2 separate regions of the Mus musculus genome follow, and region 2 is linked to region 1. The links are chromatin contacts, called in public promoter capture Hi-C maps. All regions are on one chromosome and are shown on one strand. Each heading gives the region's core, a stretch centred on a gene start, on an enhancer-like site or on the middle of the called end of the contact. The rest is flanking DNA. Distances are from core to core; before and after follow the strand shown. Region 1 holds the start of Coro7 (coronin 7). Region 2 holds the start of Alg1 (asparagine-linked glycosylation 1 (beta-1,4-mannosyltransferase)).

Region 1 (6,834 bases), core at 2,526-5,025:
TTCTTATTAAGTAACAACGGTAAGTGCTATCAAAGGTGCACAGTTACAAGCATACCAGTGTACTCGATCTGTTTCTTATGATAAGTTTCTTACACGCATAAGGCTTGGCAGTGGGGGGTGGGGGTGGGCTGTTAAACTTTCTGAGTCATAATGTCCATAACTGAACTTTGATGAAAAGTGAATCGAGTACAGATGTAGTATTCCAAGTGACGAAAACACCAAAAGCTGCCAGACTAGATTGAGGTAGGATGATCAGGAGTTCAAGATCATTTTCAGCTATAGAGCAAATTCGAGATAGTCTGGGCTACATGAGACCCCCATCTTCGAGTTAGGCCCGAAGGAAAATCCAACTCCCCAAACTCCAAAAGGCAGTACAAATATCCAGAAATAAGACTCAACCTGGAGTACAGGATTTCTAGTGGTTAGATAAAAACCAGCAAGTCAGGCAATGGTTTCTCACAACTTTAATCCCAACACATGGGAGGTAGAGATAGGCAGATCTCTAAGATTGAGGCCAGCCTGGACTACAGAGCAAGTTCCAGGATAGTTGGGGCTACCTGGAGAAATCCTGTTTTTGAAAAAAAAAATTGTGAAGCTGGTTCCTATTATCAAAAGGAGTCATTTTCTTTATCCCTGGCTGAAGGGACACGTGGCTATCTGTGGTGACTATTAGCATACCAAAGCACATCAGGCCTTCAGGCTCCCTTGTACCAAAAGTACCTGTTTCAAATTTCAAAGTTCATGCTAGCATCCTAGCTCTTCTCACTTCTTCCCCAACTTCAAACTCTGCAGCTCATGGGTCCCACTTCCCCAAGCTTATAACCCTTCGATTCTCTTTCTTTCTCTTTCTCTTTCTCCCTCTCCCTCTCCCTCTCTCTCTCCTCAAATTACCAGGTCTAGCATACTATGGAACAGTCATGTCATCAGTTTATTACAAAAATTTTTTAAAAAAGCTATAAAAGCTGGTGTCTAAATGTGTAGAAGTATATGCTTAAACCTTAAATTTAGTATACATAACTGAAAATGAAGCCAGAAAGCTAGACTGGGGCTGGTTAGTTAGGAAAGTTACATTTTTCACCACCCTCCCAAATAAAAGGAAGAGAATCTGAGGGCTTATGAATGGGTTTAGGATGATCAGTCTACATTGACACCACACACACACACACATACACGTGCACAAGAGAGAGCACACTGGCACTTTCTACCCCCCAGTTTTGTACACAAAATGTGTGTGCATGTTACCCTGGATAGATATCCATAACCTTCACCAACCAAATTCTCAGTGGATTCTGAGACTCTTAAGGTCAAAAACTACCAATCAAGCAGAAAGTAGTTATGAAGCTAGTGTAAAGTGCAAGGGCAGCTGGAGAGCTTGTGCATGGGTGTCAGTGATGGGAACAAAGAGCATTTCAGTGAAACAAGGAGGAAGGCAAGGCGCAGGGAATGAGAGGGGACAGTTCTGTAATGCATCCAGCAGCAAATGCATTCAAATATCTCCAGCACAATGACTAAGACTATGAACTGAAAAACAAAAACAAAAAAACAAAAAACAACAGCAACAACAAAAAGTTGGAGCTCCTACTGCTCAAATCTCAGGCTCTGTTGTACACGCTATAGCAATGTCATTAATCTTATAGTGCCCAGGCTAGTCTCAAACTTGTGGGCTCAAGCCAGCCTCCCACTCACTCTTGAAAATTTCTAAGAATACAGATAGGCACCACTGAGCCCTGCAAGAATCATTTTTATTGGAGCTAGAGAGAAGGATCAGCAGGTAAGAGCTCTTGCTGTGCTTCCAGAGAACCTACCTTTGATAGTCTACCATAAGGAAACTTTGTCATAAGTTTCTGCTGTTACTAGGAAACTTTCTAATGCCAAGACTGATTACATATTCTCTTATGTTCTGTGTCCCTGGAAATCAATCACTATAGAAGTCGGTAGAACTGTTTTGTATAGTTACCCACAATAAGCTTGGACCTGAACCAACCACCCAGCAGCACTTCCTGCACCTGCGTATGAGCTTTTATGGTATAAGCTGCCCCTGAGATGGACTCCAACATAAGAGAGCACCTGCACCAATATAAGAAACTATTTGGAGTAAGACTTCCATTTAGAGTAGGAGTCTAGTAAAGTTTAAGTTCCCAAGACCTCCTTAGGAACTGACATCCTACTTGGCAGAAAAAGACATCCTGGTTAGCAAGTAAAGACATGAATGTTAGACAAAGCCCATCCTGGTTGACAAGTTAGGACATGAATATTATTAGACAAGGCAAGTCCCCTGCCTGCCACAGTTGACTACCCCAACCAATGGGAGCAGGATAAGTGTACAACAAAGACATGTTCCTAAGGAAATCTTCCTGTCTTTAAATCCCGATTGATGAAATAACTTGGCACAAATGTTTGTAGATCTTGGGCTTAAAAGCCCTGTAGGATCTTAGTTCAGGGTAGTGGCTCAGTTCTGAAATCCTGACCATGGCCCTGGTCGACCAATCCTGGAGCATATGATCAATAAACCATCCTGGTCTGACCGAGATCAATGTCTGTGTGATTTGTGAGGCAATTCCTGGACCCCAACATTGTGTGCACACAGATGAGTAGGCAGGGATAGACAGGTGAACAAAAGTAAATGTCCCAGCAGTCAAGAGTACTTGTTTCTCCTTATTTTCGAAGAAGACCCAAGTCTGATTCCCAGCACCCATGTGGCAGTTTAAGACACTTCACAAGGCCAGGGGATCCAACAAGTCTAACCAAGAGCAAGCATAATTACCCACTGAGCCATTTTCCCAACCCTGCCTTCTTTCTCCCTTTTCTTTTCTTTTCTTTCTTTTTTCTTTTTCTTTTTTTTCTTTTTGGGCAGGTTCTCACTATATAGTCCCGAACTATGTAAACCAAGCTGACCTTGAACTTCTGATCTTCCTCCTGAATGCTGGGACTATAGGACTATGTCACTGTGCTGGGGATGGCACCCAGGGCTTCATACATGCCTGGCAAACACTCTACCAACTGAGCTACAATCCACAGCTAAAATCATTTTTAAGGGAAAATTGATGCTCACAGATATTGAGAATAAAGCTATATATCACTTGGTCATTATCATCATACACTCTAGTATGAAAAAAATTGCATTATAAAATGTGTATTTTTGGCTGGGCAGTGATGGTGCACATCTTTAGTCCCAGGACTTGGGAGGAAGAGGCAGGGGGATTTCTGAGTTTGAGGCCAGCCTGGTCTACAGAGTGAATTCTAGGACAGCCAGGACTACACAGAGAAACCCTGTCTCAAAATAAATAAATAAATAAATAAACAAAAATAAAATAAAATAAAAATAAAACTCAAAACAAAGGGGTAGAAAGGGAGGGAAGGGGAGACAAGAGGTGGGAGGGAGGGAGGGAGAGAGAGAGAGATTGAGAGAGAGAAAGATTGAGTCTCAGTGGTTCTTATCTTTTATGGGTCGCGGGGATTATTCCCAGTTTTAGTCTAGTTAATTCTGTCCTGCTATTTCTCAGGTCATTGTAAAACCTCAGGGACCAGTATTGCAAGTCTAATCCTGCAGCAATTGAAGTGTGGTTCCTTCGGTAGGACAGCTGCGGCTCACATGACCTCCGACCAGTGCAGTAGTCCCCCAGGCATCAGGGCGTGACTTCTCAGGTCGTCCTGGCCTCTGAAGAAGGCGGGGCTGAAGGCCGTCGCGCTGAAGAAGGGTGACGTGGGGGCGTGCCTAGGCAGGCCGCAGGAGCTTCCGATTGGTTGTCATCAATAAGGGCGTGGCACCAGGCTGCAGGCTGCTGAGGCGGCAGGCTGCAAGAGTCCAGGGCGGCTTCTCTTCATTCACCTAGTACCTGACGACCCTCGTTCTCCAGCCTGAGCTTGCTCTGTCCCAGCTGCCATGAGTCGCTTCAAGGTGTCCAAGTTTCGGCATATGGAGGCCCGGCCGTCCCGCCGAGAGGTGAGCCCGGCCAGTGGACCCCACTCCCTGGCTTCTGGTCCCGGAGGACTGCCATTCCCAGTGCCTGCCTGTGCAGTGCACACTCTGGGTTGTGAAGACCCTCACCCCACCTCGCCCCATCTGTCCACCCGGAACTTCTCCCTTTAGATGAACCCTAGAGTTCAGGCCGCCCCTTCACTGCTCAGAGGACAGAGTCCGGAGGTCTGATGACGCGCCCTAGTAGTTGGGTGATCCCGGAGGTCGGCCTGGCCGGTTCGCCTCCCCCTGTTACCCCAGGAGGCCTCGCAGCACTCCCAGACGCGAACAGGCCTCTGTTTCCGGTCGGCCTTGCTGGGAACCTGGCTGGGAAACTGTCGACGCCGGTCTCCCCCTTCCAGCAGTCTAGGATCACCCCTGCTCCGGGCCGGCCGGGCTGTGGGAGAGATGCATCTCTTTCTTGTGGTCTCAGTGAGAGGGAAGGTATCATCTGGAGAGGGAGCCCCTGGGGCCAGGCAGGCTTCCTCCCTCGAGTTTCTGCCACTCTTCCTTGTCTACTGGTGCAAGCTCTTCCTTTACTGGGGTGATGATACTAGCGGTTGTTGGGGCCTGGAGAAGCCTAGAGCAGGTGGATCCCAGATGGAGTGTCAAGAAGGACACTCCACTCGGTGAGGCACTGGCCTTTCTCCCCCTGTGTTATTTGGACCTCTAGTGTCCCAAAGCAAGTTAGGACAACCGTGCTCCATTTTCATTCTCTGGACAGTTAGCCTTTCTGTACCTATTGTGTGCTGCTCAGCTCTCTAAAACAGTGAACATTGTGACATTTCCCCTTCTCTGTGGAACTTAACAGCCTCTGGTCAGCAAGCACAATATAAATCCACTGAAGAATCAGAACACCCGGGGGTATGTGGTGGGCTGTGATGTAAAGAAGTGAAGTAGAGTTGAACGTAATAGTATTGTGGAGGACAGTGCCCAGGTGGGTGGATTTCAACAGAGGCCAGAAGGGTGAGAAGAAAAAAAGCCAGTAAAGAAAAAGAAAGTGGCCGGGCGGTGGTGGTGCAGGCCTTTAATCCTAGCACTTGGCAGGCAGATTTCTGAGTTCGAGGCCAGCCTGGTCTACAGAGTGAGTTCCAGGGCAGCCAGGGCTACACAGAGAATCCCTGACTCGAAAAACCAAAAAAAGAAAAAAGAAAAAAAGAAAGTGAACCCAGGGTGGACAGAGGCCATTAGCCAGGCAAAGCTGGTGACAGATGAGTTACAGGGCAGCCCTTCAGAGGAAGAAGTTGAGTTTTGTTATGAGTATAGTATGGCGCCATTGAAAGCTTGAGAGGAAGTACACAGTGCTTAGATTTGGATGCAGACTATTACTAAGAGTGCAGTAATGATTAGTGGACGGATCTGGAGAGACCTTCAGGGCTCTGTGGCTTCTCTCTGTATGGACCTCCTTCTAGTAAGTTAATCAGACAGGCCCACAGAACCGGGGGCCTCAGGAGTGCTTGTTACTGAGGCAAGAAGGATTGCAGATCTGTGCTTTGACACCAACAGAGGGAATGGGGTCCTTGATCTCAGTTGCAGGGCGAGCGCTCTTCTTTCCCATATGCGGGGTGTCACCATTACTGCCTTCACTCATCCAGGGCGGAGCATGCTCTGAGGAAGCCAGATCTTTATCTTCTCCCTACTGAGTGTGATGTTCACAAGGGGCCGTGGGCCCTGGCTTCAGCAGAGTAGCCACAGGAGCACACCCATCTTCTGTTAGATGGTCACTTCCTTGCCACTTTCATACTCTTGTTTTTTTTTTTTTTTTTTTTTCTTTTTGAGGCAGGGTTTCTCTGTGTAGCCCTGGCTGTCCTGGAACTCACTCTGTAGACTAGGCTGGCCTCAAACTCAGAAATCCACCTGCCTCTGCCTCCCGAGTGCTGGGATTAAAGGCCTGCGCCACCACTGCCCAGCTCCTTCCCACTCTTTGAACTGAAATATTCCCCCCAGAGACACATGCATTTCCTCTGACAGCCGCCTCCTCATCCTTATTAGGGAACTGATTTGCTAAATAGAATCACCCTCTGAGCTAGTTAGATTATTTCAAGAACATTTGCTATTTTTTAAGGGACTGAGTGGGGGCAGACCAAAAAAAAAAAAAAAAATCCAAATATCTATCCCAAAAAATACTGCTCTAATGGTGCAGCTTTAAGGGCTGAAGAAACAACTTTATTAGTAACATATTTGCTATAATGCATGAAGACATAAGTTTGATGTCCAGAACCTAAGTGATGATGTATGCTTACAATCATCACACACCCACACAGACAAGAGGACGGCTGGAGCTCACTAACCAGCCAGCCTAGCAGAATTTGTGAGTTCTAGATTCAGGGAAAGACCCTGTCTCAAAAAACAAAGTGGGTGATTTGCGTGGATGACACCAGACACACACACACATACACACACACACACACACACACACACACACACACAGTTTCCTGCATTATGGCCCTGTCTATGGCCCTGAGGAGAGACCTGACACTAACCATGTTATTCTTCATTTGCAGGCCTGGATCAGTGATATTCGTGCTGTAACCACCCCCACATGCGGGAACCACATCAAATCAAGCTGCAGCTTGATCGCTTTCAACTCTGACCGCCCAGGTAGGGAGGTAGACATAGAAGAAAAGGTTCAGACATTATCATCATAGATAGGGTCAGGAAAAGGGCAAACTCCATTCATAGTGGGGAGTTGGAATGGAGTGGGCTGTGGGGAGGGGCAGGCCTTAGACCCCTATACACTGGTCAACATATAGCAGTCAGATCTTGCTTATATGTAAACTATGGTGGTGGTTCTAGCCAGGGAGGAAAGAAAATGGTATTTCTGTTTTCAGCCATCCCCACAGACAATCCCCCTCCTTGTATTGGACCTTGGGCTG
Region 2 (6,834 bases), core at 2,941-5,440, 550 kb before region 1:
GAGATGGCTCAGCGGGTAAGAGCACTGACTGCTCTTCCGAAGGTCCTGAGTTCAAATCCCAGCAACCACATGGTGGCTCACAAACACCCAGAATGAGATCTGATGCCCTCTTCTGGTGTGTCTGCAGACAGCTACAGTGTAACTAGTTTAATAAATAAATCTTTAAAAACAAAAACAAGTTTAGGGACCAGAGAGCTGCTTCAGCACTGGTTGCTCTCCCACAGAGCCAGGGTTTAATTCCCTAGACCCACACAGCAGCTCACAACCATCTATAAATCCAATCCCAGGGGATTTGATCTCCTCTCCTGTCCTCTGCAGTCACAAGACAAACACATGGTACACAGACAAACGTGCAAGCAAAACAGCCATATAAAAATAATATTCATATATAAAATAAAGTAATTTTGTTTGCTTGTTTGTTGAGACAGTGTTTCTCTGTGTAGCCAGGCTGGCTTTAAACTCAGAGATTTACCTGCCTCTGCCTCCCAAGTACTGGGATTAAACACATGTGCCACCACCACACAGCTGTCTTTTGTTGTTGTTTTTGTTTTGTTTTTGAAATTAAAGTAATTTTTAAGAATAAAATGAACTAGAAAAATTAATTACAAAAAAATGCATAAAAGTAGGATTGCTAACTGGTGGCGGCCAACACATTTAATCCCAGCAGAGGCAAGCAGATCTCTGAGTTTGAGACCAGCCTGATCTACAGAGTGAGTTCCAGGATAGCCAGAGCTACACAGAGAAACTCTTGTCTCAAGAAAAAAAAAGTTAACACTACTAAACTGGGTGTGGTTTATCGTGCCTGTAATCCCAGAGTGTACAAAGCTGAGGCACGAGGACCAACATAAATTCGAAGCTAGTCTGGGCACCGGAGTGAGAAAGCTCATTAGCTACCACCAGAGTACGGCAGCCTTTTCTTCCCTCCAGCTACAAGTTGGCTCTGGAGTGCAGCCTCCAGGGGCTGATTCCTGATGACTTCCTGTGCAGCAAGAGGCAGCATCACTCTCAGCCCACTCACCTAACTTTTACAATGCACCATAATTGGGGGTGATGGAGACAGAGTGGGGAAAAACGGGACCTGGCCTGGAGCCTGGCACGAAGCTGGTGCTGTGACAGGAAGGAGCTGCCTGGTCTGCTGGTCCCACAAACAACAATCAATCCCAGCAGGGACAGAGAAAGGACAGAGCTAGCTGGACCCCAGAGCAAGAAGCACACAATGAGATGGGCAGCCAGAATCAGAGTGGAACTGAGGACCCTGCTCTAGATCCAACCTGCTCACCCAGGCCCTTCTCTCCCACCCACTCTAATGAGGACTCAGGGGGAACCACTCACATCCTCTCACCATTTGGCCAGCAGCACAATGGGGTGGCGGGGGCCATGGACCAAGCCCATGATGGAGTAGCCATAGTTGTGCCAGTCGATGACCAATTTGCTCCCACAAATGCAGCCCACAAACCAGCAGACGGCAATAGCAGGCAGACCTGGAGGGTTCTAGGAAAAGGAGACTCAGGCAGTGGAGGAAGCATAGACTATGGCCCATATAGCCTAGAGGAGTGACCACACAGCAAAGAAACTATGACCTAAAAGGCTCTCATCAGCCCGGGGGCAGAAAGAAGATCCCCTCCACCATAAAAACATTAACAACAACAAAGGGAGTAAGAAGTTATAAAGAAACCAAACTGCCCAATCTGAAAACCCCAAAATCATCATCGATCAAGAGCTCTTGAGTTAAGACGATGGCTCAGTAGGTAAAGAATTTGCCACCCAAGCATGAGGACCAGACAAGGGTGCTGGATCCCTGGAACCTGGGTTACAGATAGCTGTAAACTCCTATTGTAGATGGTGGGAGTGAAACCTGGGTCCTCTGCAAGAACAGCAACCGAGCACTGAGCCACTGCTCCGGCAGCCTGCACACTCGTTTGTTTTTCCTATTACTGTATTTATTACCTGACAGTTTCATGACTGTGTATGTGTGATGCATTCTGATCACTCCCCACTCTCTTCCTTAGCTCCCTCCTCACCTGTCAGTCATCCCTCTGTACCGGTTTCCCCTCCAAGTGCTCCCTCCTGGTCTCATCTTTTTTTTTTCTTTAGTGACTGAGTTTAACTACAGTTGCTTATAATAACCTAAGTGAGAGGTTGTTTATTGAAGAATGGGCCATTTATTAGTGGATACACTGGAGAAGAAAAATAACCTCCACCCCCAACAACCATTAACTGCCAACAGCTCCTTAGCTAGGGACGGCTCCCCTGTGAATCCACCCCCCTCCCCCCGCCCATGCTACAGTGTTGGCAGCCTTGCCCCGGTCTTGTATAGCTGCAAGTTCACGAGTGCAGCAGCCCTCCCCATGTTTTTATAGGCTATGCACACAGAAGTATTAAATACATTTAATAATTTGTTCATTTTGTATGTGGGCTGGAAATCAAATCCAAGACCTCACTGAGCCACACCCACAACCCGATGTGTGCATGTTTAAAAGACCAGCAAGAGACCTGCTATGATAATGGTGATTCTCACAGAAGGAAAGAGCAGCTGGCACATACCTGGAGGAAGATGTAGGCTGCAGGGTCCATGCGCATCATCTTCCACAGCAAGTACACTGCCTGAAATACAACCTTGACTCCATACTGGAGAATTCGGGGCCCAGCTGCAAGTCAGAAAACATCTGTCTCTACAAAAGAGCTCTTGGCACTGAGAGTCCCTTCATCTTCCCAATACGCAACCATCCCTACCCCTAGTCAAGAACCTGGAGTTGACTGGTCCTACCTCCCAGGCCCCGCAGATCTGTCAACTTCACAATCCGAATCCTATCATTCTGCAAGAGTTCATCTCGAGGTTTGGAGTCTGCAAATGCAAATGAGCCCTTTCAGGTATCAGAAATAGCCAGTTACAGTCAGCTGGGTGTGTTCCTTCACATCTGTAATTCCAGTACTTGGAAGGATAAGGCAGGATAAAGTGTTCAAAGCCAGCATGTGCTACAAAGCATGCCCATCTCAAGTAAACAAGGTGGAAGGAAAATAACACCTATCAAAACCTCACAGGTCCCCAGTACCCAGAATAGAAAATGAGGTCACTTTGTGTTCTTCTATAGAATACCCTCGAAGGGCATTCATCATACCTACTTAATTTAACCTGATGACTGGCATGCAATAGGGACCCAATTTAACTGATAAAGAGTAGAACTCCTGGATGGCAGTCTGCCCTAGGATAGCACTCCACACGGGGACCAATAAGGGCTATTTCCACTTTCCCTTAGATAGAGCTGGGCCACCCCCAAGTTCGCAGATCCAATTTGAGGTGCCCAGCACGTGTTCGAGGATAGTTATGAATGTCCCCAACATGCTAGCAGATTTCATATGACTGTGTCAAAAGGTTGGATACCTGAGGGGCTACTAAAGTGCATGCCTTTAATCCCAACACTCTAAAGGCAGTAGCAAGTGGATCTCTGTGAGTTCAAGGACACTCTGGCCTACATAGTGAGATCCAAACCAGCTAGAGGCTGCATAGTAAGAGTGAACCCCTGAAAAATCATCCACGTGGACATGATGAGGGAGTGGACACCTCTGCCTACACCTTAGGGGACAAGAGAACCATCCACAGCAAGAAAAGCTCTGCGGCTGGACAAGGGATGTGAAGAAACATTCAGCCTGCCAACTCAGTGACAAAGGCAGCATGAGGAAGTGGTGACCAGCACTAAGGTCTCACACACCAGGGTTGCAGCCTGTCTGTGCACTACCTAAACAAAGCAAGTGACAGACACTTTTGCAACCGATCTATTTGTAGTCCTCACGTATGGTAAACGGCGACTGACGCCCGCTGCTCCCAGACACCAGAAAACAGCGGTCCAGACCAGAACAGGCAGGAGAGGAGCACAGCTGCTCCCGCCTCTGTCCCAAAACAGGGAGAGTCAAGGCTCCTGATTGAGCCTCCCTCTCAGGTCCCCGCCACTCACTGTAGAACCCCAGCAGCGTCACCGAAAAGCCGCTCTGGGCCAATGACAGCGCGTGGTACTGCATGCGGGGGCTGCGGCCCACGTCGCCCAGCACCACGACGACCATGTGCCGGGCCCTGCCCGTTTGCCGCCCACGCTTCCACAAGCCCAGCAGCAGCACCAGCAACAGCAGCGCCAGAACCAGCAGCGCCACGCAGGACGCTGCCATCTTGGCCGGCCGGCGCCGAGCACGTGACCGGGCCCGGAAGCCTCGCTATGCGCAAGCGCACACCCCAGACCCTGCCCAGGGGGAGGTGATTATGAAATCGCCTCTTTACGAAGGAGGAGGCGGAGCCTTGGATAAGGCGAGGTCTGGGAGAAAAGGAAAGAGAATTTGGAAGATGGGGGCGGGCTCTGAACGGGGGGGCGGGGCCTGGAAAGGGTAGGAGGCCTTTGAAGAGTTACTTAAGGAGCCCAAGAATGGACTTAGCCATGCCAAGTTCTCTGAAGTGTGTTTTCCCCTGTGAAAGTAAAGCTGTACCTTTATTGGAGTCTAAGAACTTCTTTTAAAGACCGCTAAGATAAATTTCAAACTATAATAATGATGATAATGATTACCTGCTGCTAGAGTACACTTCTCAGCTTCCCTTACGGACTGTGAAGTCATTTCTACCCCTATAGGAGGCCATATCTCATCTTCTGTGAGTATCTTAGCCATCTACACAAAAATGTACCCTCACCGTACATGAACTTGTCTCGGCTATGATCAGACCCAGCCTCTTTTATCTACTCTCTCAGTAGCTGCCTTTAATAATCTAACAAGAGAGATTAAATTTTAGATGAGAGGCTGATGAGTTTTCTTCAGGTAAAGGTGTTTGATGCTAAAGTAGGGTACCATCTCAGGAAGGAGAGAATCAACTCTCTACATCCTCTGACTTCCACGCTCCTGCTGTGACACACACAGCACCTCCCTTGTACACTAAATAAATAAAAACAATTTGGATGAATTTCCTAGTTTTGTTGAGGAAAGAGGCCATTCCCTGAGAAGTGAATGTATAAACAAGATCATGGCTACACATGGAAACCGATCTTTGTTGGTAGAAGGCAAGAGACCATAGGGCCTCTGGCTCTTTAGCAGAGGTGCCTTCCAGTGAGAAAATTTATTAAGCAAAATGTTTATCTCTTCATTTGTTAAGATGCATGCACATTGAATACAACAATTCAAATACAAAAGAGAGGAAGCAGGCATAGTATAGCCTGTAATTCTGGCACTGTGGAGGAGAAGCCAAGGTCATCCTCGACTCCATAGAGAGTTCAAGACCTGCCTGGGCAGCTTATGACAAGAACTCAAAAAAATAAGGGGCTGGATAAATGACTCAGCAGTTAAGAGCTCTTACTTGCAATCATGACAGGAGTTCAAATCCTGACACCCATGTAACAAGCTGGATGTCACCACAAAACCTATAATCTCAGCTGTGAGGGGCAGAAACAGAAAGCTCACTAAAGCTTGTTGGCTTTCAGCTTATAAGGAGAAAAAGGAGACTCAAGTTTAGGGAGAGACGAATAGACAATGGGTTATAGAGAAAGAAAGGAAGGGAAAGAAGGAAGGGAGGGAGGAAGGGAGGGAGGGAGGGAAGAAGGAAGGAAGGAAGGAAGGAAGGAAGGAAGGAAGGAAGGAAGGAAGGAAGGGAGAACTTTTTAAGTATGGGCAATAAAGGGAGAAAGAAAGAGATGCATAAGATAATGATAGTGGCATGAACTCTAGAGTTCCTGACTTTGCCAGCTAGAAAAGTACTGCTGTGTGGGGAGCTTTGGGGGCTGCATGGCAGGAATCTGACATTGGCCAAGGACAAGGAAATGGGCTTGGGGCAGGAATCTGACATTAGGCCATGACAAGGAAGTAAGTTCAGGCAGGAATTTTTTTTATTAGATATTTTCTTTATTTACATTTCAAATGCTATCCCGAAAGTTCCCTGTACCCTCCCCAGTCCTGCTCCCCTACCCACCCACTCCCACTTCTTGGCCCTGGTAGTCCCCTGTACTGGGGCATATAAAGTTTGCAAGACCAAAGGACCTCTCTTCCCAATGATGGCCGACTAGGCCATCTTCTGCTACATATGCAGCTAGAGACATAGCTCTGGGGTTACTGGTTAGTTCATATTGTTGCTCCACCTATCCGATTGCAGATCCCTTCAGCTCCTTGGGTACTTTCTCTAGCTCCTCCATTGGGGGCCCTGTGTTCCATCCAATAGATGACTGTGAGCATCCACTTCTGTATTTGCCAGGCACTGGCATAGCCTCACATGAGACAGCTATATCAGAATTCAGGCAGGAATCTTAATTTTAGGGTGGAACAAAAGAAGTAGGCTTCAGACAAGAATCTGATTTTGGGCTTGGACAAGGAAGTAGGCTCAGATATTTTGATCAAGCTGGCAAGCCCTTAGAAACAGTGATCCCTGGAATGATCAACCACGGGACTTTGCTTATTGCCTTGCTTTTTCCTTGACTATTTGTGCTTATTGTCCTTACTACTTGCATGTAATTAAAATAGTATAAAATCGGATTGGGAAAAAATAAACCTGCCTTAAGTCTCAGAATTGACTTGGGTCATGCTGCAGTATTGTCTAATCGTCTCTTTCTTTTCAATCCTCGCTCCTGCACTAGAGAACCTGTTGACTGACTGAGCAGGCTTGGTCACTGCTGTGAGAATTGTAGACTCTCACTTTATAATAAGAGCACTGGAGACTTGTGGGCCTGTGTACTGGAGGCTTTCCATGGAGATCTCTGGCCCAGCTGGGTGCGAGGGTTCAGGCAAAGGGGAGCAAGTGTGAGCAGGAAGGAGGAGTCTTCTCTGTCACCTCTGGTGCTGCAGCTGGCTCCACCTCTGTTGCATCTCAATTAC

Evidence for each region. Promoter capture Hi-C pulls out the DNA fragments that hold promoters and counts their contacts.
Region 2: a contact with region 1 is called in a promoter capture Hi-C map of the HPC-7 cell line. The contact joins the promoter of Alg1 here to the promoter of Coro7 in region 1. A contact is called at or near these places in 3 of 39 promoter capture datasets (the HPC-7 cell line, cranial neural crest and embryonic stem cells), 2 of 484 Hi-C or Micro-C datasets (CD4 T cells and CD8 T cells) and 2 of 115 datasets of contacts at active chromatin or transcription factors (memory CD8 T cells and pancreatic cancer cells).

Annotation. Positions count from the first base shown.
Region 1 is chr16:4,676,661-4,683,494 of GRCm38.p6, reverse strand. Coro7 (coronin 7) reads left to right here and starts at 3,775. Exons shown (of 28, transcript NM_030205.4): 1 at 3,775-3,943; 2 at 6,463-6,559. The coding sequence starts at 3,884.
Region 2 is chr16:5,230,977-5,237,810 of GRCm38.p6, reverse strand. It overlaps Alg1 (asparagine-linked glycosylation 1 (beta-1,4-mannosyltransferase)), which reads right to left and starts at 4,190. Exons shown (of 13, transcript NM_145362.2): 1 at 3,954-4,190; 2 at 2,768-2,845; 3 at 2,545-2,648; 4 at 1,343-1,491. The coding sequence starts at 4,161.